Regions from separate parts of the Gasterosteus aculeatus genome. Here region 1 is linked to region 2. The links are chromatin contacts, called in public Hi-C maps. All regions are on one chromosome and are shown on one strand. The core of a region is the stretch at or near the end of the contact, and the rest is flanking DNA. Distances in the headings are between cores, read along the strand shown.

Region 1 (6,700 bases), core at 4,163-6,662, 39 kb before region 2:
AGAAACTGCCGTTAGCTAACGCTAGATAACGTTAGCTAACACTGGCTAACGTTTTGCCTCGGCAGATTGTATTCGCTCCTCCGAAAAGTGGTGTTTATCTGTGAACATTATCAACCAATAATATAAAAATACAACAGAAAAATCATGATGGCTTTTTTTCTTATTTTTTTCCCGTTTTCAATTGTCCACGAGGACTTTTTCAGACCAGCTCTGCAAAGTAATTTACAGGTGTCTCGGTCTCCCTGTGAGAAACTCGATAGAAGAGAAACTGTCATTTTAATTCATGTATGATCAAATATTTGATCCAAATCATTCACCAATCATCAAAAACAACTAGCATGACAGGCAGCGAATAAATAAAGGGCATTTTGCTGGATTTTTAGAGTTTTTCCCAAATTCTTGATACAATTTAAAAAAAAGATTTTGCAAACCCTGAATCTGAGATACTTTTATGCGCTGTTTGCGCAATATTATGCGCCGATGTCGTGTGATCCGCAATACAACCCTTAAGACAGATGTGGCTGTGCATGTTTAAACCCGAATGTCTTCCTTCATTTAATAAAGATCACATGCTCATCGCTCAGGTCGTGGATTCGTGATTTACTTCCACGCGCTCGGATCCCAACAACGAGGCGTCGTCACTCAGTGCAGAAAGGATGCTGCGACGCGCAGGGGCCCCGTGCGATGAGCGATCCCGCCTCTAGATGTCAGACTGTGTTTTAAAAACCGGGACGTCCCGTCTCGCTGCCGCTGGATTTCATTGAACTGATAACGAGCAAAATGATCACGTCAATTCACGCCATGTCATCCGCATGTTATGTTATGTTGTTTTTATTCCCTGTTACTGAAAAAGGCAAGAAAAAAAGAAAAAAGGCTTTGTATTATTGTACCAAACTGGAAGCAGATGAAAGTTGACGTGATTCAATCTGGTGTCTGACATTCCAGCCAATTCTACATAATGCATCACCGGGGACATTTGGGGATTTCCTTTTGGCGTTTAGTGTGGGTTTTTGGAATAATTCAATATGAGCTCCTTTTAATAACTATTTAATCATCTTTGTTGCCAAAATACACAGACCTAAGGAGAAAAATGTCCTCATTGGAACTCACACGGCTGTAACAGCATGACTTCATCCATCATGTCACACCAGACTTTCAATGTGACGCCATGGCAACACCTTCTCACACCCAATTTTAACAAATACTGACGCTTTAGTGGTCCTAGACTTCACGACCCCAGTGACGCTTTTTTCTCAGTAGACGCTCAACAAATGGCGCCTTTTTTTCTTCTTACTTTTGAAACAACTTGCTTCCCAGGAAATTTAGCCGTCAAATGAATCTAATTCCATGACTTATTTGGTTTGACGTTCATTCAAAATATCATTGATCAATAAGCGTTTTTTGGGTCTTAATAATAACAACTAAAGAATATATTTGAAACGAGCTGAAGTGTTTCGGAGGAGATGATGTTCATAACCTCAACACACACACACACACACACACACACTCCTCACTACGCTGTGATTAAATTCCTGACCCCCCCTCAGATGGTATGACATCCTCGCGTCGTGTGCCAGAGTCATCAGACGGATTAGTGTCCGAAAAACATCCTCATCACAAATTTAGAATTTCCCGACAAACCTCGACACCCCCCTTTTTTTTTCTTCATTCAGATCCTCATTGACCTGCAGCATCTCACCTTTGACCCCCCTCTCCCTCCCTCCCTCCCCCATTACTCTGCCGAACCTCGACTCTGACGTCAGCCCCGGTTGCGATTACCCAGGGTGCCCTTATGCTGTCTGGGAAGAATGAAAAAGGGATTGACGTCTTTCTGGCCATCTGCCGCCCCCCCCCCCCACTCCTCTCCCATCCCTCACCCTCTCCCCCGCCTCGCCCCATCCTTAACTCGAGAGGATTATGCGTGTTGGTATCTCCGTGTGCCTTCCTCTCATCAGCGCGTTCTTTATTGCTCCCGATGTGTGTCTGTTGCAGACCAGTAATATACTTTGTCTTCGTCACCGAATTGCTGACGCGTGTTCCCTACCGAGCGCAAATCCCTCCACAGATTGCGCTTAAGCAGCAGAGGAAACACAGGAGAATCACAGTTACTTTAAATAAATCTCTAAGATTTTATTACGTACAATATACACATGAGCCGGACCTGTGAATCTGAGTCAAGACTTAAGGAAGCGGGGAGGCGGTTGATGAAATTTAATTTAAAACGAAAGGCAATCCAGTTGTGAGGGAGAACCGATGACGTCATTTCACAGCATTTAAGAATGAACGAGTCAATTTGAGACATACGACTAAGTCGAAACAGCATCTCGCCTAAAACTCTTCCTTTTAGACACCAGACCACAACGAGGAAATACAAACCATAGATGATGGAGACAACATGGACATCAAGATGAGAGGAGATGTGCAAGAAGAGCACCGAGGAGGAGAAGGTAAACAGATAAACAAAGGTAGAGAATAAAAATGAAATAATGACTGCTGTTTTTTTTTGTTTTTTTTCTTTTGTTCAGATGAACCAGTTGTTTTTTTCTCATGGTTATTTGAAAAGAACGGTTTAACATTTCAGGAGTTAAATTAGAAGATCAATTTAATGCATGTAGGGTAAATAAGAAGCTACAGTCAGCAGCCTGTTAGCTTAGCATAAGGATTACAAGAACCCTCCAACAATCAATAACCGGAACACGAGGCCTTAATTAGTGACCTTATGAGGGTGCAGGTCGGTTGGATTTACTCTGAAACATTTGAGCTCTCGCGTCTGCACGAAAAGCGCCTTCGCCAAAATGTGAAGCTGTTCCTGCAATTTTCACTTCCTGCCAGGAAAAACCACCAAGTGGAGGAGAAGGAGTAGAAGGGTCAGCTGACAACTTGTGGTTGTGCGTTAAAAGGCCGACAACACCGAGATGCCTCTTTTCTCATCGAGAGCAAAACTCACAACTTCCTCTCCGCTCAGTTCAGACCTTCAGGCGTGATCGTGAAACGACAAAGTGGAGACGGAGGCGTGAGCGGAGGAACCGGGGGGAACAACTCTCGGCTTGAAGCTCAGTGAAGGTCCCTCAGGTCGTGGTCGTCTACGAGAAGCAGCAATGGAACCTGCCGGGACCTCAAAAAAGCAAAAAGTAATCGACGGGGGAGTTTTTTTTTCTTTTTTTTCCGTTTTTTTTCCAGAGGGGTAAGAACCGGATCAGGGCAGGTCGCTGTGCGGCATCGCCTGCCGCCGGTCGTAAGCGGTGTCGTCGCTCTCCTCGCCGTCGCTGGTCTCGCCCAGGACCCGGTCCCTCTCCTCCTCCTCCTCGGTCTCGCTCTCTCGCCTCAGACGCTCTCGCTCCCGATCCCTCGCTCTCTCTCTGTGGGAGCGAGGCAGCGTGGGAACCTTGGGGGGGCAAAACCAAGATGTCCCCCCGTCAGTGTAACGTGGCATCTTTTATTAGATGATGATTGATATTAATCAATCAATTATTCTCAACGCTTAGAAAGGAGAATTTCTCCTTCGCTGGATCTGGAAACCCAAGTAGAATTCCTTGGACCAGATGCGAGGCTGATTCCTGAGAACCAGCGTTCAAATCTAAAAGTGACATGAAGAAGAAGAAGAAGTGGGAGGAGTTACCTGGTTGTCGTGGCTGGGCAGGGCGCAGTAGCCCGCCTCCGGCCTGCGGAGGACCCGGGGTGAGTGGGCGCGGAAAGGCCGGGGGGAGTGGGAGCAGACGGAGCGCGGGGACGGGGAGTGGACGGAGCGAGGTGACGGAGATCTGACGGAGCGCGACGGGGAGTAGGCGGTGAACTGGGACTGGGAGACGACGTGGCCGTGGTGGTTTTGCTTGGGCGGGCGAGGGGAGCGGGGGGGCAGCTCGGGCGGCTTGAAGGGGTCGATCGGGTCCATCTCCGCCAGGAGGGGCGGAGGGGGGATGAAGTCCAGCTCCTCCGGGTGGAGGAGCAGCATTTCGGCCGCGTCGATTTCGGCGAGCTCGGCCTTCGACAGGTGGTCCACGATCCCGGCGCCGAAGGAGTCGCCCACCACGTTGATGGAGGTACGCATTCTGTCCCTGGGTGGAGGAACCACAGTCAGGGTGAGGATGGAGGAGGGAGCTAAATAACACCGGAACCTTCATGACTCACAGCAGCCAGTCGACGGCGATGAGCAGACTGATGTCCTGAGTGGGAAGCCCCACGGCCGTCAGGATCAGCAGCATGGTGACCAGTCCGGCACTGGGAATACTGGCGGCCCCCACGCTGGCCAGGGTGGCAGTCAGACTGTGTGGGGATGGGAGGCGGGGGGTGGGGGGCAAAGAGCAACAAGTCCCTATGAGAAAGTGCTCTGACAACAACAAAGAGGTAGTCGAGAGACTCCTGGGGCAGTTGGGAGGCGCTTGAACGCACCACGAAGAATGCAGGAAGCAGACGTTGGTTTAAAACTTGTTGAGAGGAAATTGTTACTGCAGTTAGAAGAGAAAAAAAAGAGAGAAGCCAGGTGTTGTTTTTGTCGAATCGGTTTCAGGAGGCGACTTTATTGATCCTGGAGGGGAAATTCCTTTACTTTTTTTTTCACTGTGCTATTTTTTTTTTTTACACACACAAACAAACGCACAGACCGGACCTACACACTAGCATGATTTAACTCGACCCACCCTTTTTTTCCTACCCCACGCCAACCACATCACCAGGACCGCCTTCCTCCACCTCAGCAGCATCGCACGGCTCAAACACACCACCCGAATCCTCATCCATGCCCTCATCCAACCCCGACCCCCCCCCGGTCCTACGCAACCTCCACTGGCTCCCGGGCCAAATACAGGATAGGCTTCAAAATGTTACTCATCACCTACAAAGCCCCAAACAACCTGGCCTCCTCCCCCCGCCGCGCCCCCACACGGTGCCTCAGGTCACCCTGAAGACCATCGGGGGGCGACAGGGTCTTCTCAGCTGCTGCACCCCCCCGCGTCCCCTCTGTAACGCCCCCCCACCCCCCATCCAAGTCCGCCAGGCTCCCACCTTGAATGATGAAACAAGGGCTTGTTTCATCATTCAAACAAGCCCTCAAAACCCACCTCTTCAAACTCGCTTTCAAATGCAAACGCCTCCATGACTTTCTCGAGTTTAATTTCTTTTTCATTTTTAATTTTTTCTGTCTTTCCTCTCAACTGTACGTTTCCTGTACTTAGATTTATGTTGTCAAGCGTCTTTTTGTACCAAGAAAAGCGCTTTACAAAAAAACGAAAGTTTTATTATTATTATTAACTTTGTTTTACTAACTCAGCCGCATGTCTGCCAATAAAATAAAGAAAGTCCAGAGGGCTTAGAAGTGGAGGAATGAGTTCCACAAATTGTTGTGTGTTATTTATGCGTTGGCTTGACATCAACACATCCTAAAAAGCCTCCGCGTTGAAAACTGGTTCGGCGGGATCTCAGAGCTCGATGATCAGCCAGTTTGAAGAGCGAGCAGTCGCCGCGGCAACCGCGCGTGGGATTGCCGGAGGTTTTGCAGAGGTTTACTGGGTTACTTTCAGGAAATAAATCAAAAGAGAGGCAGAGGCATTGTGACTTCTACAAAACCAGAGACATTAGAGAGAATGACAGTTTAAAACATTCCTCTCTCTTTTATCTGCTGGCATCGAGCTCTGCAGCAAAGTAACCACAAAAAGTCACAATCCACTTTCATTGAGGTATTTGCACGATGGCTTAAGTTACTGTTGGTGAATATTCTTTCTTTTTGGCTGTATTGTTGTGTTTGTTGTCCTTACTAATTATAATCGCGCCGTACGTTCAGCAGAAAGAGGTTTCTGAGGAAAGAAAGAGATTCGTCGCCAAACAAAGGCGAATCTCTTGATGTTTTCTCGAATCCTTTTAAGTTGTCGGACTTTAATCCGCTCGGTGGAATGCAACCCGACGGGTCGTGTTTGCAATTAAGAGGCATTATCAGGTGATGTCGTGCCCCAGATGCGACTCTTCTGATCTCAGAGCTCTGCGTTCCACGTCGGTCCGCTCTGTTTAAACGTTAAACTGGGCGATCTCAGAGATTCACACGCTGCATGTGGATCTTATTCCAGAACAACTCCACCACAATTGATTCAGCAGACTTTTTCAAAAATAAGATTTGGCAATTTGGTGGCGAGCGGCTGTTAAATGAAAGACATCGAATAAACGTCTTCAAAGTGGCCGTCTGAGGCTATACGGGGACTTAAAGAAGTCGTTGGTCTCTGCAGGCTTCCTCCAGCCGATGTAACTCACATGCATCTGGTTCACATGAATGTTGGAATTCAGCTCACACAGCGACGCCCCGTTAAAACTGCTTTTAATACACAACACAACAGCCAATCAGAAGGCTGAGATCATGTCACGTGACCTTCAGCTGGGCACTACTGAAACCTCTGGTTCCCTTCTGGTCGGCCGACGGGGACGGACTGTTGGAAGTGTTTCAAAGGCGGCGAAAAACAAAAGGGAAGACGTCACCTGACGGTGATGATCTGTCCGGTGTCCAGCGAGATGTCGTTCATCTGGGCGATGAAGATGGCCGCCACGGCCTCGTACAGCGCCGTGCCGTCCATGTTGATGGTGGCGCCGATGGGCAGCACGAAGCGAGTCACGCGCTTATCGATCTTCAGGTTCTCCTCCAAGCAGCGGAAGGTGACGGGCAACGTTCCTGCACTGAGAGAAGGAGAACAAGAAGAAGAAGAAGAAGAAGGAGCCACGA
Region 2 (6,468 bases), core at 2,554-5,053:
GTCATGGTCCATAAAGACCATATGGATGCTTTAGGGCGGGATAACTGTGATTGACAGGTCACTGCTGCTGTATATAATATTGGAACCGTTCACCTGAAAGTCACCAGTTAACGCGGCCACTTGTTGAACTGTAACACCCGCCGCTCTGAAAGCGTAGAAGTTTCTTCTGACAACCGGACGTGTTTAGGTTTCTGTGACGGCACCGTACCTCCAACCAGGACACGACCGTGGGTCCGTCCCAGGATGCGAAGGGGAGTCCTTGGCGACATGCTTCCTCCAGCAGCTCATGCCTGGTAAGAGGAAGAGGAAGAGTCACATGTTGGGTGCCGCTGACGTGAGAAACCACCAGATGCAGGTCTGAGATCTGAGTCATCAGGATTCACAAACTTCTTCTTGCTGCGGCGGTCTTTATCTGCCGGACCCAGAGTCCCGGTCTTGTTCAGGCCCATCGGGTCGCCGGAGGCCATTTCCTCGGATGGCGTGGACGCTGGAGGGGACGCAGGGAGGTCAGGGGTCAAGAGAATGACAGATAACACAACATATTTTGAATCACTCCCGGGTTTCCCTCCTTCTGGTTACCGAGAGAAGCGGACCCCTCCCGCCCGGGTTGGCCCATCCGTCCTTTCTCCTTCTTCCCGAAAAGTCGCCCGATGGAGGACTTGATGCTTTTCTTCTTACTGGACTTGTGGAGAGAATCCTGGCTGCTGTTGGAGCTGCTGCCATCTGCCGAGAGACTTGGGCGGGACGGGACGAAGAAGGAAATCAGCGAGGGGGAGGGAGAGGCGAACGAGGATTAATCCGCCCCGCGTTGGATTTACGTAACGGCGATTTACCCGCGAAACTCCCGGGGGTCGTCGAGCATGGCGCCCGGGTGGGTGAGGGTCATCCTGTCCAGGCGCAGAGCGCGAGGAGTGGAAGGAGGCGTGGCATCCAGAAGAGCCAGGGAGCGGTCGTCATCTTTGCTGTTCTGGAGAAGAGGATTACGACTCGAAGTGAAGCTTCATTTTGTGGGAACACAAAGAGTCTTTTTGTCCTGTGAAGACTTTTCGTCTCACACAGTGGGAACGTAACGAGTGATGGCGACCTGCACACCTGTCGACTAGCTTCCCGCGGATAAGCAAATTGATTGATCGTCTCACGTTTTCTGTTTTGACTACGCGTGACGAGTTTAATCTCAAACTATTCCGCTCTGAACTCCCACGTCGACGTCATCGCCTTCTCCATCGCCGCTGCCTGCGTTTAGAACTTGCAGTTCGAGTTCCCCGTTTCTGGGAAGCTGCTTGAACCAGCGCGTCTGGTTCCAATCGTCAGCTTTCCCCCGAATCGCGCTCGCCCGTTCACGGCTGAACTCCTCTGACCCCGTCTGCGTGATTTACTCGCTGTCTGGAGGAGACGTTTGGTGGGGAGGGAGAGTAGGAGGGAGGAGGAGGTAGTACCTGTCTATCCGTCTCGCGGGCCGGGGAGTGAGACAGGCGAGGGGTGGAGTGTCCGGAGCTGGGGGGGGAGGGGGAGGCCAGGGTGGAGGACGTGATGGACGAGGGGATGAAGCCCCGTCCCGTGCTGTCCCTCCCCAGGGAGGACGGAGGGTCCAGAGCCACGCTGACCCGGCTCTCGATCTCCTCGGCCCGCAGCTCCGTGTTCTCCTTCTCCTCCTGGATGAGTCTGCGTTTGAAAGAGGAAGGGGAGAAAAAGAAAACAAGCCAGTTAGCTTAGCTTAGCGTAAAGACTGGAAACGGAGGGAAACAGCTAGCCGGTGCGACCTAAACGAGCTGCTCACTTGATCTCCTTGTTGATGGCCTCCAGCTGTTCCTGCAGCATGATGGCCAGGGTCTGCACGTCCGTCTGCCCGCTGGGGGAGAGCAGCTCGGAGCCGAACCGAGGGTCGCCGTCGTCATCGTCGTCGGAGCCGCCCACGTCCAGGCCCGGGTCGAACCCGGTCCCCAGCAGGGCCCCGCTCTCCCAGTCCGGGTACTGCACACAGAGAGTAGTACTGTGGTTCTTCCACGAAAGAGACAAAATGTCACGTTATGTTTTGTTTCATTTTTGGTATTTTTGTCAGAGAGGATCAGGATGAAAGGATTTTAAGTCAGACAAACAACAAAACTGGGACTTCACAATCCAAAGGGGACACGTATTTTTCCACTTCCTGATATTAAAGTATTAGATATTCTTCCATATTCAACCAGTGTTTGTTTAATAGAAAAGCAGCCGATGCTTCCAAGAGGTATAAAGTAGATGATGATGATTCAATCGGCCTCCGCTTGGGCTCGTAGTCACGTTACAGCGGCGTCTCACCTTGCTGGAGTCCTCTCTGGCCGAGCTCCAACGGGCCCGGTGACTCCGCCTGACCACGCCCCCGGCGGACGCGTTACCGAAGGTGTCCAGGTGAGTGGTCGAGCCGGTCGGTAGCGAGCCATTCCCGTGGGAATACCTCAGCTCCAGAGCGCTCCCCGGCAGAGAGCGACTGGAGAGGCAAGAAACACGGTGCGAGGTGAGACGGCGATGGAGAGGCGGTGCAACACGGAAAAAAAACACAACGGAGCCGGCTAAACAAAAACAAGGGGCCTCCCGGATAAAAGGGTACGTATAGACTTGTATGTGGAGTAAAGGTGCAGCGTACCCGCACCAACGGGCCGTAGGTGTCGGGACTTGCAGATGAGAAAAGTGCTAATTGGATCGTGTTTGTTTGTTTGGGCACCGAGTCAACGGATGCGTGCGATCGGGAAATGCTGACTAACCTGGAATAAGAGCCACCGGGCCTCGCTCTCAGCTGATCCAACTCCAGCTGAAGGCGCTCCAGCTCTGCGATCAGCTGGTCCTGGAGTGGGGGGGAAGGGGGAGGTTAGAGAAAAAGGGGAAAGGAAAAAGGCTGCATGTCTGCAAGAGGTTTGACTCGGAGGGACCTTGTTCGCCAACAGATCATCCTGGAGTTTCTTCATGTTGGACAGTTCCTCCGACAGCGCATTCTGCAGGAAGAAGCAGACGCTTTATCGCGGTGAAGCTGGTCTTCATGTGTTTGTTCTGTACGTTTAAGTACAGCATTCTACACCAATCTCAGGGTATTTGTACGGGTGAGTTTGGGTACACGAGGGACACATGTGTAGGGTCTAGCATTTGGGGGACTGAGACAGATGGCGGTTTGACGAGACGCCTGCTCCCACCTTCTCCTCCAGGGCCGCCATCCTCTCCTTCAGGTGCAGCTGCAGCCTCTCGTTGGACTCAGACAGCAGCTTGTCCACCGTGTCGGAGAGGCGCTTGTTGTGTTCGTCGTTCATCCTCTCCCGCTGCCTCGCCTGAGGTGATGGGCGCGGAAGGGTTGAGAGACGGGTGAGAGCGAATGACAAGAAAGAAACGAAGGTGGGCGTTACAGTAACAAGCATTCTGCTCGACTGAGGACGACGCACAAAGATTTGTATCTGAATGGAAACGACCAAATACAGGGTTTAGAAAATTAGCACGCCTTTGTGGAGGCTGACAAAAGGGGCAACGGCACGAAGGAGGGGGAGGGATGAAACCAGAGGGAGAGAAAAGAGAGTGACTCACCCTCTGCAGCTCCTGGTTCTTCTCCTCCAGTTGCGCCTCCATCTGTCGCAGTCGCTCCTCAAAGTTACCATGTCGCTCCTCCGCCTGAGTGATCGTGGGGGGATGGAGGAGGTGGGAGGGGGGCGCAGTACAAATGAACACAAAAGGAAACGGCTTGTTGACCGGGTCGACCAATCGGCTACATGCCTGTACACATCTAAGCGTGGCGGGAGACTCTGGCTCTTCTCACGGGGCTCCTGCCCCGACACGCCACTAGTAAGTGTAGACTATTTGACAGGTTCGGCTACCGGGGGGGGGGGGATTTTTTGGCACGAGGGAGCATTGTAGTCGCAGGAATGCTTGAGATTTAACACACGAGCAAATCAAACGAGATCCGAGGCGGCGTGCGGTTCCTGGCGTGTCGAGGCGCAGCGAGGAGCAAATAGCTGAGCGGATTACATGCAAATGTTTGCTGTTCACCCGTCGTTTGATATGTTCCGCTTCGGCTATGCACGATCACACGCGCGTTTATACACACGTGTGCACACGGGCTGCTGTCAGGTGAAGATTGCACTGTTTTCATCTGATTGTGTACAGCTGGTCGATTGTTTGCACGCACACACACACACACACCTTGTTGAGGGCTGCCACTCTCTGGGCGAGCTGCGCCTCGATCTCCGGCAGCGTCTCGGCCCTCTGCAGAGTCTGCTGCAGCTTCTGCTTGGCGTCATCCAGGCGCTCCTGGAGCTGCCGGTTCTTCTCCTCGCCCTGCAGGAGGAGGGGGGCAGCAGGAGAGACGGGAGCGGAGGTGAAACTCGGGTCGCCAGGTTTTTTGCGGAGGGCAAGAAAAGAGAAGACCCCCCCCCACACCTGTCTGTAGAGCGAGTCTTTGCTGGCCAGCTCGTTCTCCAGCTTGTCTTTGGTGTCGTGGAGAGACGTCGCCTCCCTCTGGGCACTCAGGTACCTGCAGAGCGGAAAAACACGGGGCGGCAGACAAGACGGAGCGGTGGGTGAGGCGCCCGCAGCGCTTTTTCCTTTGCAAGGAGGCAAGGAAGAGTTCGCGGAGGGGAAACACAAACCTGCGCTCCAACGTGGTGATTCTCTCCTCCATGTCTTCCCTCTGACAGAGAGCCTGGGGGGGGGGGGTTGAAGGCCGCAAAGCATGCGCACATTTAGAAAGCAACCGAGAGCAGATAGTCAGAAAGGTTTACAGGCGTTGATCAAAGGGAGCAGCTATTAGCAGAAGAATGATAATGAGCGGTTAGTAGTTGTTGTTGTTGTTGACAGCTTTTAAATGCCGTTGCAAAAGGTCAAAGAGAGATGGGGGGGGGCGACGAGGAGGGGGGCAGCAGTACGACTCAGAGAAACAGATTTCGCCAAAGTCGACTCAACCTCCTCTCGTTGGAAAAAAGAACGCCCTCACACCTTTTCAATCTGTCTGATCGGGAAGGCCGCGTTGCCGTGGATACGGGGGCTCTGGCGCGCGGAGTAACTGGCCTTTTGTTGCCATAGCAAACCGGGCGTATTTGAGCGAATCAAAAAGAGTATCTCACCTCCTTCACGTCCCTCTGCAGTTTCTGGTTGGCCTCCTCCGATCGGGCCAGCTCCCGGCGGGCGGACGTCAGCTGCTCCTCGATCTCCCCGACCTGGAAGGGGAGGCGGCGAGACGTGAGGCGCCTCCGTCTGCCGTCTCGGCGAATAGCGCGGCGCGTCGGCCTACCTGTCTGCACATGAGGGCCAGTCTCTCTTTGAGCTGACCCAGCTCCGACCTCTGTCGCTCGATCTCGCCCTCGCGCTGACGGTCCACGTCGCCGTCGTCCAGGATGGACGACGGCCCGTTGGGAAGCCGCTGCACGGAGGGACAAAAGATTTTCGCTTCAATTGATGAGAACGCCGATTGGGGTGTACGGTTGGCCTGCTAACATGCTGCCGCTGAGGATGGCGATCTCGGCGCGGCCTCACAGGCCGTTGAGGCTTCCGGAAGCCTCAACGGCGTCGAAGCAGAAATAGATTTCTCGCGCCGATGCATCATGCAGGTCTACTAACACTGACTAACACCTTTAAGACAAGCATCCCGGTACCTCTTTGCCGCCGTCCAGTCCTTGCTGCCGCCGCTTGATCTGCTCCCTTAGGGACACGACCTGGAACCACAGGGAGGGGAGCCGATCAGGAGAAACTCACACCCCAGACAGAGTGTCACGGTGCGGTTTTATTTCCTGTCTTATTTTGTAGCTTCTGCTTCTTGTCTCCCCGGGTAACTTCACTTCCTGCCTGGTCCTGTCGTCCCTTGTGATTGTCTGATTGTTTCCACCTGTGTCCACCTGCACCTCCCTAGTGTATTTAAGCCGTGTGTGTCTCTTGTCACTTGTCGTTGTCCATCGTCCTGGATGCCTCTAGTTCCTGCCTGCCTTTTGTCCCCCTGGTACTTGTATGCGTTTTTGCCCCTTGGCCATTTTGTGTTGGAGTTTATGACTATTAAAGTATTTTTGTGTTTCGACATCTGCATTTGAGTCCTGCCTTCCCACGACGCGTCCCTGACAGAGAGAGGCACAGAAAAAGCTTGAAGGAACGTGGACTCACCTCCTGGGAAGAGGACTGCAGCTCTTCCTCCAGGGACGCCACCCGCTGCAGCGCCACCCGTAGCCGCTCCCTCACCTTCTCGTCCAGAGCTTTGTGGTGCTCGAACAGCGACTTGAGGGCTTTCAGGACCTCCACCTCGCTGGAGACCCCAGCCGGGGACTGGGTCTGCCTCTTCACCACGGTCATCCTCAGGCTGCGCTCGTGGCGGGACACCAGGCACTCCAGATGCTCCAGCAGCAGCTGGAGACACGAGCGGTTCGGGGGTTCGTTCAGGGGGAAAACAAATGGACAAGCGGCGAGGGGAATCGGAGCAGAACTTGAGTGTGTGTGATGCTGACCCGTGTGTTGTTCCTCTCCGCCTTCAGC

The links. A called contact is a pair of places that touch in the nucleus more often than the background predicts.
Region 1: a Hi-C map of skeletal muscle shows a contact between it and region 2, with 2.7 times the contacts expected there. The contact joins two enhancer-like sites. A contact is called at or near these places in 3 of 6 Hi-C or Micro-C datasets (skeletal muscle, tail fin and whole body).

What each region holds. Positions count from the first base shown.
Region 1 is chr11:17,068,788-17,075,487 of fGasAcu3.hap1.1, reverse strand. It overlaps LOC120827809 (excitatory amino acid transporter 2), which reads right to left. Exons shown (of 11, transcript XM_078084144.1): 8 at 6,460-6,654; 9 at 4,129-4,263; 10 at 3,620-4,055; 11 at 2,106-3,385. The coding sequence ends at 3,197. It overlaps kcna7 (potassium voltage-gated channel, shaker-related subfamily, member 7), which reads left to right. Exons shown (of 4, transcript XM_040191929.2): 4 at 1-145. Among protein-coding and RNA genes, the nearest start is that of kcna7, 9.1 kb to the left of the region's middle. Within about 2 kb of position 5,412, at least 4 of the 9 cell types and tissues checked have open chromatin away from gene starts, as enhancers often do.
Region 2 is chr11:17,028,701-17,035,168 of fGasAcu3.hap1.1, reverse strand. ppfia3 (PTPRF interacting protein alpha 3) reads right to left here. Exons shown (of 31, transcript XM_078084133.1): 3 at 6,441-6,468; 4 at 6,103-6,342; 5 at 5,604-5,663; 6 at 5,243-5,371; 7 at 5,076-5,168; 8 at 4,602-4,654; 9 at 4,393-4,486; 10 at 4,156-4,290; 11 at 3,544-3,627; 12 at 3,162-3,293; 13 at 2,904-2,966; 14 at 2,739-2,818; 15 at 2,296-2,464; 16 at 1,778-1,998; 5 more. Among protein-coding and RNA genes, the nearest start is that of LOC120827678, 8.0 kb to the right of the region's middle. Within about 2 kb of position 3,803, at least 3 of the 9 cell types and tissues checked have open chromatin away from gene starts, as enhancers often do.